Linked DNA regions of Gossypium arboreum: region 2 is linked to region 1. Evidence: chromatin contacts called from public Hi-C data. All regions are on one chromosome and are shown on one strand. Each heading gives the region's core, a stretch centred on a gene start, on an enhancer-like site or on the middle of the called end of the contact. The rest is flanking DNA. Distances are from core to core; before and after follow the strand shown.

The links. Hi-C and Micro-C count contacts between places; a contact is called where the count stands out from the background.
Region 2: a Hi-C map of leaf shows a contact between it and region 1, with 2.8 times the contacts expected there. The contact joins the enhancer-like site here to the promoter of LOC108476127 in region 1. A contact is called at or near these places in 2 of 5 Hi-C or Micro-C datasets (both in leaf).

What each region holds. Positions count from the first base shown.
Region 1 is chr2:30,027,630-30,035,214 of ASM2569848v2, reverse strand. It overlaps LOC108476127 (protein ROOT HAIR DEFECTIVE 3-like), which reads left to right and starts at 3,987. Exons shown (of 23, transcript XM_017778232.2): 1 at 3,987-4,130; 2 at 4,757-4,906; 3 at 5,360-5,383; 4 at 5,469-5,571; 5 at 6,398-6,468; 6 at 6,571-6,634; 7 at 6,718-6,783; 8 at 6,984-7,031; 9 at 7,143-7,205; 10 at 7,320-7,376. The coding sequence starts at 4,857.
Region 2 is chr2:30,288,937-30,296,171 of ASM2569848v2, reverse strand. It overlaps the pseudogene LOC108466235. Among protein-coding and RNA genes, the nearest start is that of LOC108460576, 12 kb to the left of the region's middle. Within about 2 kb of position 5,776, at least 2 of the 2 cell types and tissues checked have an H3K27ac peak or open chromatin away from gene starts, as enhancers often do. A contact at or near this core is called in leaf, where this site is marked.

The DNA.
Region 1 (7,585 bases), core at 2,738-5,237:
CATGAGGATGATTTTATGGTGACCTTGTGATCATGGGCCTACTTGTGATGTATGAAATATGGTGAAAATGATTTGTGATATGTATGTTAAAATGAGGTTAATACAAAGAAAGTGTGAAAGAGTGAATTAGCAATAAAAGCTGTTTTGGAAGATGCGATGACGTGATTTTTAAAAATCACCAAAAATAGTAGTAATTGAATCAGAGACTGAATGAGATATCAAATTAAAGCTTAATGAGTCTATTTTCATATAAAGTAAACAGAGAAAGAAAATGAGTTCTATATTTTGAGATATTTATGTTTTTGTGAGACTAGTTCAGAATGATTACGTGATCCCCTGTTCTGACTTTGGAAAATCACAAAAATTTGGATAAAAATAATTAGAGGCTTAAACTTATATTTTAAAATCCATAATGAGTCTATTTTAAGATAAATCAACAATAACATTATCCGAGAGTTACATCTTTGTGAGATGATTAATTTTTAGTGAAGAGAGGTCGAAGCTGTGAGAATGTGAAACATGAGAAATTTTAATGAATAAACTGTACTAATTGGCTAAACCAAAAATTATGAAAATTTTATTGTGGAAAGATATGTGAGTCTAGTTTCAGGAAAATTTACGGATCTTAATTTGGAGCTCTGTAGCTCGAATTATAAATAAGTAAGTGACTATGACTCGTGTGGACAGTTTGATGTGAGCATTTATTAGTAAATTGTGAAATCGTACTTACAAGAATGCTATATACATTAAGGATGTGGAATGGAGAGGAGGAGGAGGAAAATAAATATATGTGGAATACATGGAAACTATGGTATATGAAATATTGATATAATGAAACAAATGATATGTGTTTATAAGAAAACAGAAAGAGAATGATATGTATCATGACATGTATATATATATATATATATATGACTAGTCTCAATGTAATGCTTGTTGGGTATGGAGTTGAATTGAAATGTTTCAGGCAACATGTTATTCTGCGCATCTGAATTGTGATATTTTATAAAGATATGATCTAGTTTTAAATATGAATGCTTGATGATTAAGTTGAAGATATTTGGTAAGATAATAATCTTGGTATAAATATATAAGTGGTACTATAATAAACAAGGTAAAATGAGCATGAGATACACATGTATGATGACATACAAATGCTATGTTTGTGGTTTAATTGAGAATATTTAATCATAAATGAATACCATGTTATATGCTTTTGATTTTGTATAAGTGTGTAAAAGATTAAGGTTGACTAAAGCTTGGAAAATAGCCTAGGTATATTCCACACAGGCAGAGACACGACCATGTGTCTCAGCCGTGTATGGAACATGACTTTGGGACACGGGCGTGTGGAGCCTTAAAGCATGAAATTTCCAAGATTTTTGTAAGTTCTCGATTTAGTCCCGAACCTTTTCTAAAGTATGTTTTGGGCTCCGTAGACTCAAATAAGGGACTATGTGTAAGTGAATGAACGTTTTGAAATATGAATGAAATTTTATGGCCCATATTTTAGTTTAATGTTTTTATGTTTGTCCAGTAACGCCTCGTACCTTATCCCGGCCTCGGGTACGGGTAAGGGGTGTTACATTTTTAATATTTACTAACTCGGTTTATGAAGATGGGGTCCCAAAACTGCATTTTTCGACATCATTGGAAACTGAATCGTTACAACGTAGGTGAAGATCATTTTGAAGCTTTAGGGTGAAGATCATCTCTAACTCATCTCATTACAAAATCAAGCCTTGAAGAGAGCATGAATTTAAATTTTTTGGACTTTAGTCTTTGGCATATACTTAGGGATATGTTGGACATGTTTTGGTTGATTTTAATGAAAGCTTTGGTGCTTTTGATTCATTTTGTAAATCTTGTAAATTGGTTTGGTATGATTTGGAATTGAGTACAATTAGGTGATATTTAAGGTTCAAATTGGCATATTTGAATGGTTTATTGGGCATGTTTGAATGTTATCAAGGCTGAATTTGGTTGGTATATACCATATAAATGTTGCCATTAATGCAAGGAAGAAAAAAAATTCTTAAGATTTAAGGTGGCAGGATTGAGGTTGTGATGTCGGGCCTTATGAAGTCGCGACGAGCTCAAGTCAGTGAGTGAGGTCGCAACATGGAATCCATGAAGTCGCAACGAGCACTGAAAGTTTGGACTTTGCAATTTGGTCCCTAAATGACCTTTGATAACCTTGGGAACTTTCGTAAGCTCGTTTTAAGCTCAAATAAGTGTCTAAATCATATTTAATTGTATTTTAAGCTTAACAACTTGAAAAAAAATTAAATTGATTTGGAGTGATCGTAGTTGCTTCAGCATCGAATATGACATCTCGATACTTTGACCTAGTGATTGAGTCGGGTAATGGATGTTGCAAGTATAATAAAAAATATAAAAATAATGATAAAATGTAAATAAAAATTTTTGTAATTCAAGATTTTCATTATCAAAAATATACTTCTAATAAATACTTACTTATGAAACAAATTTTATAATTTAATTTCAACACATTTAATTTTTAATTCATCAAACAATACATAAATTAAATGCGTATTTAGAAGAGGTGCTAAAATTACATAATTCAGATGTGACATTTCTTTAAAATAAATGTTTGTAAAAATAATAATAAAATGTTTGCACAATTAATTTTCATCTCAAATTTATTTACTAGGGTACATTTGTTTTGTGAAATATTAGATTATGTTGTGTGATAATATTATGGAAATGTAAGATTATGGGTGGAATACGAGATTATATTATTTAGTTAATTTGGTTGGAATATAAAATTTGGATGTTTAGTTGAAGGAATGTAAGATTATATAGAAACACATTTTACTTAATTGATCTTGTTATAAAATTTATTTATTATAACAAGTTTAATTCCTTTAATATCTCAATTTTTATATAATTATTATAAATTATTACAATTCTTATTTTTATTATAATTTGTGTACAAATAAGTAAATATATAATTTTAAAATAAATTTTATGAATCAGAAAAGTTATCGCAACAACAATTATAAATATATTAATTACCATAATTAATAATATGTTTTTTTTCCTTACAAAATCAATCTCATTTTCACTTTATTTCTACTATTATTAAATAAGACCAACTCAATTAAACAACAAAATTTATTATAAAAAATATTTATGTCTTTCAATAATTTTATTAATTCTTTAAAAACTCACAATTGATGAGTGATTAAATTAAAAGATTTAATATTCTTTGGGTACCGAGTTTAATTTTTTTTAATTGTCTTATATAACCATACCCATTTTTTCATTTTAAATTTGGTTTCTGGTGGGTTCCATCTGGACCCATGCCGCAATGAAACATTGGGTTATTAGAGTGCGTGCGCAGTGACTGTTAAAGCAACCGATCACACACTGCCCACTTTTTGGAAAAAAAGGGATGTGCGGCTGATGGGCACTGCTAGAATCGGTGATCGTGCAGCTGAGCCCCCAACCAAACACAATTCCCTACCAAAACTTTTCCCTTTTGTCTTGGACAACTAATCAGATGCTTCCATCTTTGCACCTTGTTTGGAGGTGTATGGAGACTTATTTGAGGATGCATGCATTGAGTTCAATTTGTATTGATTTTTTTTTTAAATCTATTAAGAAATTAAGAAATTTTAAAATTTAATAAAAAGGAAAAAATTATTATCGAAGTGGGTCTAATTTTTCTCTTTTACTTTTCAAATTTTACTACCTATCCCATTGCTAATTGAATTATGTTAAATTTAAATACATTATTACAATTGAGATTTAATTTTTCAAACCATACTTTTGAACATTAAAATTCTGCTACTCAAATTAATAGAAATGAAATAATACCATTAGAATCTAATTTTCAAATTATAAGTAGTTATCAAATTCTTGAAATTAAAAAGAAAGGACTAAATTTGAGAAATCTAACAGGTTTAGGGACTAAAGATAAAATTAAACTTATTTACTTTGCGGGCTTTGATTACCCAGTCCAGCCCACTTTTAAAGAAAAGAAAAAAGCAGTAAACTAAAGACGAGTTTCAAAGCCTCTCTCTATTTTTCTCCTCTTTCTCTGTCTTTCATTGACATCGATCTCCTCAGTTTCTGAGCTATCAATTTCAAACAAGATTCAATGGGTACGTTCTCGCATCGCATCGCATCGCATCGCATCGTCTCATCTTATTCTTTTCTTTTCCCATTTCTGTTTTGCCTTATTATTTTCTCTCTGTTTATAGCTGTTTTAAGTGATCCGTTTCTTCCTTTGTTTAGTTAAAATTTTTCTGTTTCTTGTTTAATTTCTATGATGTAACTGAACCAGAGCGTTTTAGCATCAGCGCCGCCTTAATAATTTTGTTCTTTTACTATTAGTTAATGAGCGATGCGATCTCTTTTATGTTAAAATTTATATTTAAACTTGGTTTTTAGGTTTTTTAAGAGTTTCTTTAAAGTATTGTAGTCTGAAGTTAATTTTTCTGTTTGGATCGGGTCTATAGATAGATTTTATGTATACTGCATGTTTGGTTGCTGAGGAAACTGAAGAAAACTAAAAAAGAAAAAGAGAAAATCCGATTTTGCTTATCAGCTCCGTAGATATTAAAGTTGCCAAATTTATCTGTCTGAATTACTGAATATACTAACTGTTTTTAGTTGAGATATTCTTAAATTTTCCTTGATCAATTGATATGGATATTTTAATCTTAACGTTGCTGATGGAACCTTCATTCTCTTTACTTAAACATAATACGGACATTTCGCTTCACAGCCACGACTGAGGAATGTCATTCAATTCAACTTATTGATGGAGATGGATTGTTCAATGATGTTGGAACTGACCGCCTTATCAAGGAAATTAAGCTTGCTGAATGTGGGTTGTCATATGCTGTGGTTGCTATCATGGGACCTCAGAGCAGCGGTATGCTTTGTTATCTTAATGACATCTTGCTTTATACTTGTCCTTTTCTTGGTCCTTAGGTGCCTATTCCTAGGTCATACTGAGCTGCTTATTTGTTCTCATTTTCTTTAATGATACTTAATTAGAAATACTTGGGTTGCATGTGAGAGTATGATAAACTTGGAGTTTGGTCACTGCAGCTTTGCACAAAGGCATATTTTTCATATTTCACTTTGATACGAACTTGTTCCATATGGTATTATTGGAAACTTCTGTATTTAGTTTTGTATGTATCTTTCTTGCATAATTTTTTTTTTTTAAATTCTAACACATGCCATGGAAGATTTTAGTTTTGGTGTTTTATCATGGTAGCTGTGTAAGTTCTGATTGTTCCATTTAAAGTTTTATTTTGTTTTCCATGATCTCAACAGGTAAAAGCACACTGTTAAATCATTTGTTTTGCACCAATTTCAGGGAAATGGATGCATTTAAGGGAAGGTAACTTACGTTTTTCTAATAAGTAGTAACACATTGGATTTGTTTCCATTGGCAGAAAGAACTAATGGAATGTGCTTTTTCTCAGGTCTCAAACCACTAAAGGTATTTGGATGGCAAAATGTGCTGGTATAGAGCCTTGCACTCTAGTAATGGATTTGGAGGGTACTGATGGAAGAGAACGAGGGGAGGTGCTGTTGCTAGCTTGCATTCTATCATTTCCATATGTTGTCCAAAAATTGAAACTACATTATTTTATATATCATCAACTACTTTTGCTTGCTTTGTTTTTTGCCTTCACTTTACCTTGTTAATATAAGATCCTTTTTGCTTGTTTTTGCAAAGCATAGGATTCACGATATCCCTCCTTCCATGCCTCCAAAGGAAAAGGAAAATAAGAATATTTATGGATACACATTTTGATTTATTAATCAAGTAGTTATTTCTCTAAGTGCCTGCTTAGGCTTCCCTTCATTACTTTTCAGTATGCTTATCAACACCTTTTACTTGTGTAAGACTCGCCCATGAATCGAGAAATTAATACTTATTAATGGTGATTAAAGTGGTATGGAGGGAGCCTCACCCATCTAGAAAATGGTTGTAATATTGAAATATTTTTTTATGGTGATTGAAGTTTTCAATTCTGGATTTTATGTTTTTCTTTAATAAAAATTCTACCATAGGTGATATTTATTTAATCGCATAATTTTCCGGGACATAATCGTAGATTAGGGAAAGCTCAAGAAATCAGAATGATCATGATTAAAGAATAAAATTTTGTAACGATTAAAGAATAAAATTTTGTAACGTACTCTGGGTTTTAAGAGTTATGGATTAAGCTGAATCATATTAAGAGATGGAATTCCGATTATAATAGCAGAATATGGAGTGAATAATCTGTGTTTATATTTGCTTTGTTTATTTTTATCTGATCTTCACGTGTTTAATGAAAAATGGGAAAGGAGAGAGCTTACATTATTATTTATATATTTTCTTCATTTCTTTGCTGCATTCCAGGATGACACAGCATTTGAGAAACAAAGTGCACTTTTTGCATTGGCGGTTTCAGATATAGTACTCATAAACATGTAAGGTTTGGCACTTATATGGTGTTTGACATTGTTTTGTACATTAGTTAATTGCAATCAGTAGTATGTGCAAGTGGTTTTCTTGAACAATTTTTCATTTAGGTGGTGTCATGATATTGGTCGTGAGCAAGCTGCAAACAAGCCTCTTCTGAAGACTGTATTCCAGGTATTCACAGTCTCACTGCCCTTCCGTAGCAGTGCCCTGACTTTCAAGCGGTTCTTTTCTTATCTTGTTTTATTTGGTTGCAGGTCATGATGCGATTGTTTAGCCCTCGCAAAACAACTTTGATGTTTGTCATCCGTGACAAAACTAGGGTGGGTACCTTTCTTTTATGGAGCAAGTTGGGTACCTTTCTTTTATGGAGCAAGTTGTGCCCGAGGGCTAATTCTTTTTTTCACCTTTTTAGTTTTTCCATAAATTTTTTTACAGTATCTAAGCTTTATATTGTTATCATGTCTAAGGATTTTTTGATGTCAATGAAGTTTATGGTTTCTTAACTGTTCCTTTTTTACAGACACCTCTGGAAAATTTAGAACCTGTTCTGAGAGAAGATATTCAGAAGGTACAGATACATGGAGCTTATGCTTCTTACATTTCTAAGAGCTTATGCGTCTTACATTTCTAATTAACTTTAGTAATGTTCCCTTCTGACCCATTTTTCTTGGAATTGCAGATATGGGACTCAGTTCATAAGCCGCAGGCACATAAGGAAACTCCATTAAGTGAATTTTTCAATGTATGATGTTGGTTTGTGAGTTATGCAACATAAATTTAAATGTTTTTGTCCCTCTTTAACTTTTCTAATTAGTATTGTTTCTGATGATTTCATGCTATTAACGATAATGGCTAGCTGGAGGTTGTTGCACTTTCTAGTTATGAAGAAAAAGAAGAGCAATTTAAAGAGCAGGTACCTTTTTTAGGCCAACTCATAAGGTCATTCAGTATTCAGAGCAAGCAAACAAACTTTACACTATTGGCTTTGAGAATTTTTTCCCTTTTAAATGGAAAGAAAGACCAAGTTGAATATCTACTTCTGGGTTTATGATGACATCATTGTGATTGTTTGACGACTTCCTTTTTTTTCTCATTCGTGTTGTTACATTTCCTTTCTCTTAT
Region 2 (7,235 bases), core at 4,527-7,026, 260 kb before region 1:
ATTAAAGATTAAGAGTTTAGGGTTTAGTTAATTAATATTTTTAATTTATATGATAAATATTTTCTTATATAATTGTAAAAAGATAATATTAATTTAAAATATTGAATCAATTAATCATTATAGTTTAGGGTTTACGATTTAGGTATATGATTGAGGGTTTAAGGTTTATGAGTTACTATTTTAAGGTTTATGTATTATGGTTTAAGGGTTAGGGTTTAAAATTTAAGGGTTAGGGGTTAATGGTTTATATTTTAGGATTTTAGAGTTTGGGATTAATGGTTTAAATTAATTAGTGTTTTTAATTTATATATTAAATAATTTCTTATATGATTGTAAAGAGATAATTTTAATTTTAATATATTAAAATTATGATTATAGTTTAAATTATTTAAGAGATAATAGATAAACTTTATATATATATTAAATGATTTAGGATTTAAGGTTTACTTGATATTTGTTAAATGATAAAATTTTATACAACTAATTAATACTTTTATGTTAAAAATATTTAATCTAAACTATTTGATATATTTAAATATTAGATTTAAAAAACATTGATAAATAAATAACAACATTGATAACAAATAAAAATGAAATAAAAAATAAAAATAAAATATAAAATAGAGATTAGTGGCGTTTTCATGAAAAACGCTGCAAAATATATATAAAAACGCCAAAAAAAATGCAATAAAAAAAGTGGCGCTCTTTTATCCACAAATTCCCCCTGAAACGTCTAATTTTCCCCCTAAAATCGGTATCCTCAAAACCCTTTAGGTGTTTCTCTCTACCGCTTTTGCTACTTTCCAATTTTCCCAAGTAGATCCGCATTTGAATTCATCAAACAGCCATGGAAGCTCTCCTCTCTCAATTCACTTTCCTCTCAGATCAAGCTTTACAAGGCAACAAGAATTTCGATCCATCCGCCATGGAAGACCTAATGAAGCTTTTCGAGATCGAATCTTACAAAGCATGGGCAGCTTTGGAGCTAGTGGAAGAAAAACAAGTGAAAGGAGCTGAAATAACCATGCCGATATTGAGTTTCGATCAGATGGGATTAAAAGACGATCTCCTCCGTGGAATCTACAATTACGGCTTTGAAAAGCCGTCGGCTATTCAGTAGAGAGCCGTTATGCCGATAATCAATGGCCGCGATGTGATTGCTCAAGCCCAATCTGGTACCGGAAAAACTTCCATGATTGCTCTCACTGTTTGTCAAGTGGTCGACACCGCTAGCAGAGGGTATGTTTTTTTATTTCAATTCTTTGACCTGTTTTAAAAATAGTTGTTTTTGACAGATTTAAATGTGTTCTGATATCGATTTCATGTGATTTTTTGCAAAAGCCCTAATTTTTAGATACCTCATAGCTAAAACCTTAAATTTGAGATGTTTCTTATTCGAAGAGTAAAAAATAATGCTATTGAAAGATGGTAAATTAGGGAAGGTGTTTGAGGCTTGAATTTTGTTTAGGATTAATCTATAATTTATTTAATTTATTTTGAAGTATGAATTGTGAATATGCTAAGTAGTGTTATTTTAGGGTTCAAGCATTGATATTGTCACCTACAAGAGAATTGGCGTCTCAAACAGAGAAAGTGATACGGACAATTGGCGATTTCATGAATATACAAGCACACGCATGTATTGGAGGCAAAAGTGTGGGTGAAGATATAAGAAAACTAGAAAACGGAGTTCATGTAGTATCAGGAACTCCAGGTAGAGTCTGTGATATGATCAAGAGGAGAACCCTACGTACAAGAGCTATTAAACTATTGATTCTCGATGAATTTGATGAGATGTTAAGTAGAGGGTTCAAAGATCAAATTTATGATGTTTACAGACATCTTCCACCCGAGCTTCAGGTGCCTTTCTCACTTTCTTATCGTGCCTTGTTCAAGTTTGTGTTATTTTTTGTTATAAGAAGAACCTCAAGCATTGGAAGTCTGATAACAGTTGTAATGTTCCTAGGCACTACAAGTTTGTGTTGCTTACCAATTTTTACTCAGTTTTAAAGTTAATGAATTTAATCTGAGTTGTTGTGATGTTTTTGTTGACTTGTTGCTATTATCTTGCAACATTGTTTCCTGGGTGAAGCTAGGAAATTGTTTTAGGGGCCAAAAGTGAAAAGGGGGGGGGGCAAAGTATAATTTTGCATTATCTGAAGTTGAAGAAAGCAGCAATTGCAACACAATGTGCATGGAGAGGAAGAGTAGCTCGTAAAGAACTGCGGAAGCTTAAGATGGTATGTCTTGTTCGTCCTGCTGAACTTTTTATAAAAATTTATTGTCTTCTATATTTTAGAACCTTGAAAATGGTTGGCAGCTGGCATACTTGTCTTCGTGGCCCTCTTCTCGCTTAAATTTGAAATCGAGCACTAAGAAGTTGCGACTTTGCTAAGATATTTTTGGGAGGTTCTTCAAATTTGAGTTTTGAGTTTTATTTTGGGTACAAGTTAAAGCCTATTCAAGATATCCATGCTCTGCGAAATCTTATCTAAAATTTACTAAATCTTTTACATAAATATTTTTTTGTGTGTGTGGGTTGGGGGTTACTTATTTTCTCTATATGAGACCTTGTTTTCAAACAATGTAGTACTTCTAAGACCTTTAAGTATGATAATATTTTGTTTTATGAATGCATCCCTTAGATTTTCTGTTATTATTTTGTTTACAGTTGCTAGAGAGCAGGAGCTCGCAAGTCGCAAAGAACAAACTGGAAAAGCAAGTTGAGGAACTGACATGGAGATTACAACTGGAGAAACGAATGAGGGTAAGCATGTATTATTATTATTCTGTGTTTGTTCTTGGCTTCTATCAAAACATAGTGTTTTTTATTTGATGTGTCATGTTATGGAGAGAGGGCCCTGATTTTTGTATGATTTTTGTCTTGTTATTTTAATTAAACAAAATTATTAATTATACAAAAGATACAAATAATGAGACACTGACATCATTTATCAAGGTCAAAATTAATTTTGGAGTAAACTTTTGAGTTGCGTATTTTTGTGAGAGATAAAATGTAATTTTATATTTATGATAGCTTATATTTTTATAATTTTTAAAAGATTATATTAAAATTTTATTATTTTGGGAGCAAAATTTATTTTGAGCATGTATTAATTTATAATTTTCTAAAATATAAAAGAGTTAATGTGATATTTTTCTATTATTTATGAGATTTTATATAAAAATATATTTAAAAAATAAAAAAATATTAATAGTATAGATTACAAATATTATGATTTTTTTAAAAAAAATTATATAATGATTTCTTTTTGTAATCTTATCAAACTGACCAAACAGTTCTGTATCATATTCATCACTAATAAATTGAGGATACCAATTACATCCTGACTGAATTGGCCAAATTTGCACAAAATCTGGTGAAGAGGGAAAACTGGAGTTGTTCCCATCGAATTGGTTGGTGCTGATAACCTTATTTTATTTTAATTATTATTTGTTTACTAGTATACAAAATAAGTGAAGAAAGGTTGAAACAAGCTTTGGATGCGAATAAAAATAGTTCATTGAAGACCGTTATGCATGTGTTTGTTTGTGCCCTTATCGAGAAAAGATTAATATAAATTCTTTCAATAAACTACCGAATCTGGGATAGCGTTTTTTGCATGCATATTGTGAAGCTGTGTTTATTCATTTCTTCCACTCTTTTGTCTTTTCCTAGTTAAAATCGTTTCTTTGTTGGCGTCTTGAAGAAAAGATTTGGACATTGAATCAAAACCAAGTTTTGAGGCAAGAAACCCTATTAAATTGTATTATCTCTCTCTTCTTTGGTAGATTGCCCATTTATTTAAACATAATATTTAAATTCTAAATTTAAATTCATCAATTTTATATTTAGTTTTAAAGCTAAAGTTTTAATAGAAAATTTAATTTAATTTTATAGGTTTTAAGTTTTTACTCGATTAATTGAGATGGTTCTAATTGTTTTATTTACTTTAATGTTAATTGCGTCTATAGAATGCTTGAGAAAGGAAAGGAGAGGGTGTCTAATTACCGCATTCAAGCGGTGAGACAAAATTGTTAGAGGTGAGTGAAATGGTGGAATAGGTTAATGAAGAGCCGTTTTTTCGTGAGCTTAATTTTGGCTTGATGGTGATTTTCTTTTCTTAGTGAAATTCGTTAATTCTTTGCTCAAAGACAGTCACTCAGATGAATAGTGTTTGATGAATGAAAGTAGTCACTTAGATGTAACAATAGAAGCTGCGTGAATTCTCTTTGAGTGGAAAGATCTGGTTGTTGTTTTATATGTTTCCTTCTAGCTACCTAGGCATTGAGATTGCATGTTTTTGACGTATGAATTGACATGGAATTATGTGATAAGAATTAACAATAAGTTCTTATAAAGATAGTTCTATAATTCCTAGAGCATTCTATTGATTACTGTTTGTTCTTTATCTAGAAAGTGCAACATGAGTTGTTGGTCACATATGCAAATCGGCTACTTGAAAATGAGCATTCATGATGCAGGGCCTTGCTTAGAGATGACAAGGTATTGTTCAATCTTTTTCTTTTCTAGCAATGCTTACTCTTCTTGCTATTAGCTCCAAGCAAATGTATCGTTAGATATTAACTTGGCCTTCTTTACACTCTGTAGGTGGAGGATCTTTCTAGGATGTATGTGCTTTATTGTAAAATACCTCGAGGCTTGGAGCTGTTACTAATGTATTCAAACAGTCTGAATATTTTGTTTTCTCCGTTACGCAAACCAATTGATCTTCTTTCTCATGTCCCTAAAAACTAAACCTAAAGTACTTCCTTGTTGCAAGATGTTATCTTTGAAGGTACATGACCTTGGTTCAACAGTGAGAAGATCTTGTGAGTAACTATGTTAATTTTGTTGTTGTCCTTCTACACCCTATTTTGTAATCGTCTACTTGCATATTTGCATATACTTAATAATAATCTCCTGTCAACTAATTATTCTAATTTTTTATTTAATTGTTTTGTTTCAACATTTTATTTTTATTTGAGTTAAAAGAAGAAAAACACAAATTGCAATTTTGACTTAGTTAATCAATTTAGATAATCAATGTTGATATTTCACATGGGAATTAAGTCCTTATTTCATTTAAGGAACTTCATTATAATATCTTATTTTATTGATATCTTTATATTTAATCTAATTTTTATTATTTATTTTAGTTTTGATTCTAAATTTTTATTTTTATTTTAATATTTAAGATAACTTGAGTTCTAACTTTTGGATTTTAATTGTGTTATTAATTTATTATTTTAAATTTTAAATTTAAATTCATTAATTTTGTATTTAGTTTTAAAGTTAAAATTTTAATAGAAAATTTAATTTGATAATGAATTTTAAATTTTTTATATTTTCATGATTTTTATAATATTTTGTAATATTTTTTTGAATTTCATGACTTTTAGCGGCGTTTTGAGAAAAGCGCGCTAAAGGTCTTGATCTTTAGCGGCGTTTGTAGGGAAAGCGCCGCTAAAGGTCATGATCTTTAGCGGCGTTTGTGGAAAAAGTGCCGCTAAAGATCATGATCTTTAACGGCGTTTTTTTAAATAGACGCCGCAAACTTTAGTGGCGCCATCTATAGAGGCGTTTTTTGCGGCGCTTGTAAAAGCGCCGCTAAAGACCTTAAAAAACGCCGCTAAAAGTCAATTTTGCTGCAGTGAGTTTTACTTAATGGAAAATAAGGTAATTCGTATTTACGATTTACTAGGGTTAGTCATTGTATCGTCGCTTTGTGCAAAGTGGCGGAGGTCATGTGTCGCTCTCTATGTTGTCGTTAAAATAAAAGCTTCCCGAACGCATTTACATCATTTGACTGATTGCCAAACTAATTTCCGCATTTAATTATATATATATTTTTTATACTTAACCACAATATATTTTACACCCTAAAATATACTTTCTCTGTCATATTGATTTTAGTGATCATCTTTTTAAATTAATAATAGATTTATTAAAATATAAATAAAAAATAAAACACAAAGTCCAAAAACAAATAATAGAACAAAACAGAAGATAAGGCCCAAAATTTAAAAAATGGCCCAGATTAAAAGAAATATTAGAAAAGAAAATAAATTAGGAATAGTCTAGAAGCTCATAATTATCATCGTTATTTTGCCCAATCAGAGAATTCTGATGTCCGTCTTGTCTATCAATCTGCCATTTCTTCTTAATGACGGTTTCAGATTTCCAAGGAAAGCTTTTATCACCTAAACCATTGATCTACTCGTTTCCAACTTTCCTTTATTCCTCTTCTTTTCCATCCAGTTTCAATCTGATTCTCGCACTCTATCATATTCTTTCTGACTTTCAGCATATCCAGGGACGCTCTCAAACAGGTATATCTCCTCCTTCTTCTTCAACGATTCAGTTGCTAATATATGGGCTAAACCGTTTGCTGTTCTTGGGATATATTCAAACCTGAAGTTTCTAGATTTAGACGTTATCTATTGAATATCATGTATATATGCTCCTACATGTGATTTATCTTGTATTTTTGCCTTGCACTTTTTGATTATTGATAATAAGTCGCCTTCTATAATGATCTTTGGCTATTGCATGTCTATTCCTATTTGGGCTACTTTGCGGTAAATGAGTGCCTCAGCAACGAAGGCTGAGGCCACTTCTTGATGAATCACTGAGCACACTAGAAGAACATTCTTTTCGCTATTTCTGGCCACAATCCCCGAAGCTGATTGACAAAGTCGCCCATCGTATGCTCTATCAAAATTGATTTTTACTGACTGACCAGGTGGGTACTTCCATTTTCTAACTTCCTGTGAAATTTTAGGGGTTCTTTTTTCAACCCCATTTAGTTCTGTGTTATAACTGTTGGTAAAGCTCGCTATTTCTTTCCCAGTTCTGCTTACTTTCTCATGCATTCTAGCATTCTTTTCTCCCCAGATTGCCTACAGTGCACAGCAAAATAATCTACATTGGGAAGAAGTGTTCTGAGCAAAAACCCAGGTGAGCCACTGATAGGAGAAAGGGTTAGCAGTCAGTTAGTTAGCTAGTTACTAATAGTTTGTTAGTACATCCTTCCATCTTGTATTAAATACCTGCATGATTCACTAATGAAAGTAAGTCAGTTTATTGAGGTTTTCACTCCCATGTGTTAGTATCTTGACATGGTATCAAGAGCCATAATTTTTTTTTTTGTTCTCTTCTTGATTTCATTTGTTCATGGCTACTGACGATTCTCCTCCTAGTGATACACCGCGGCATTCTTCCAACACTGAAG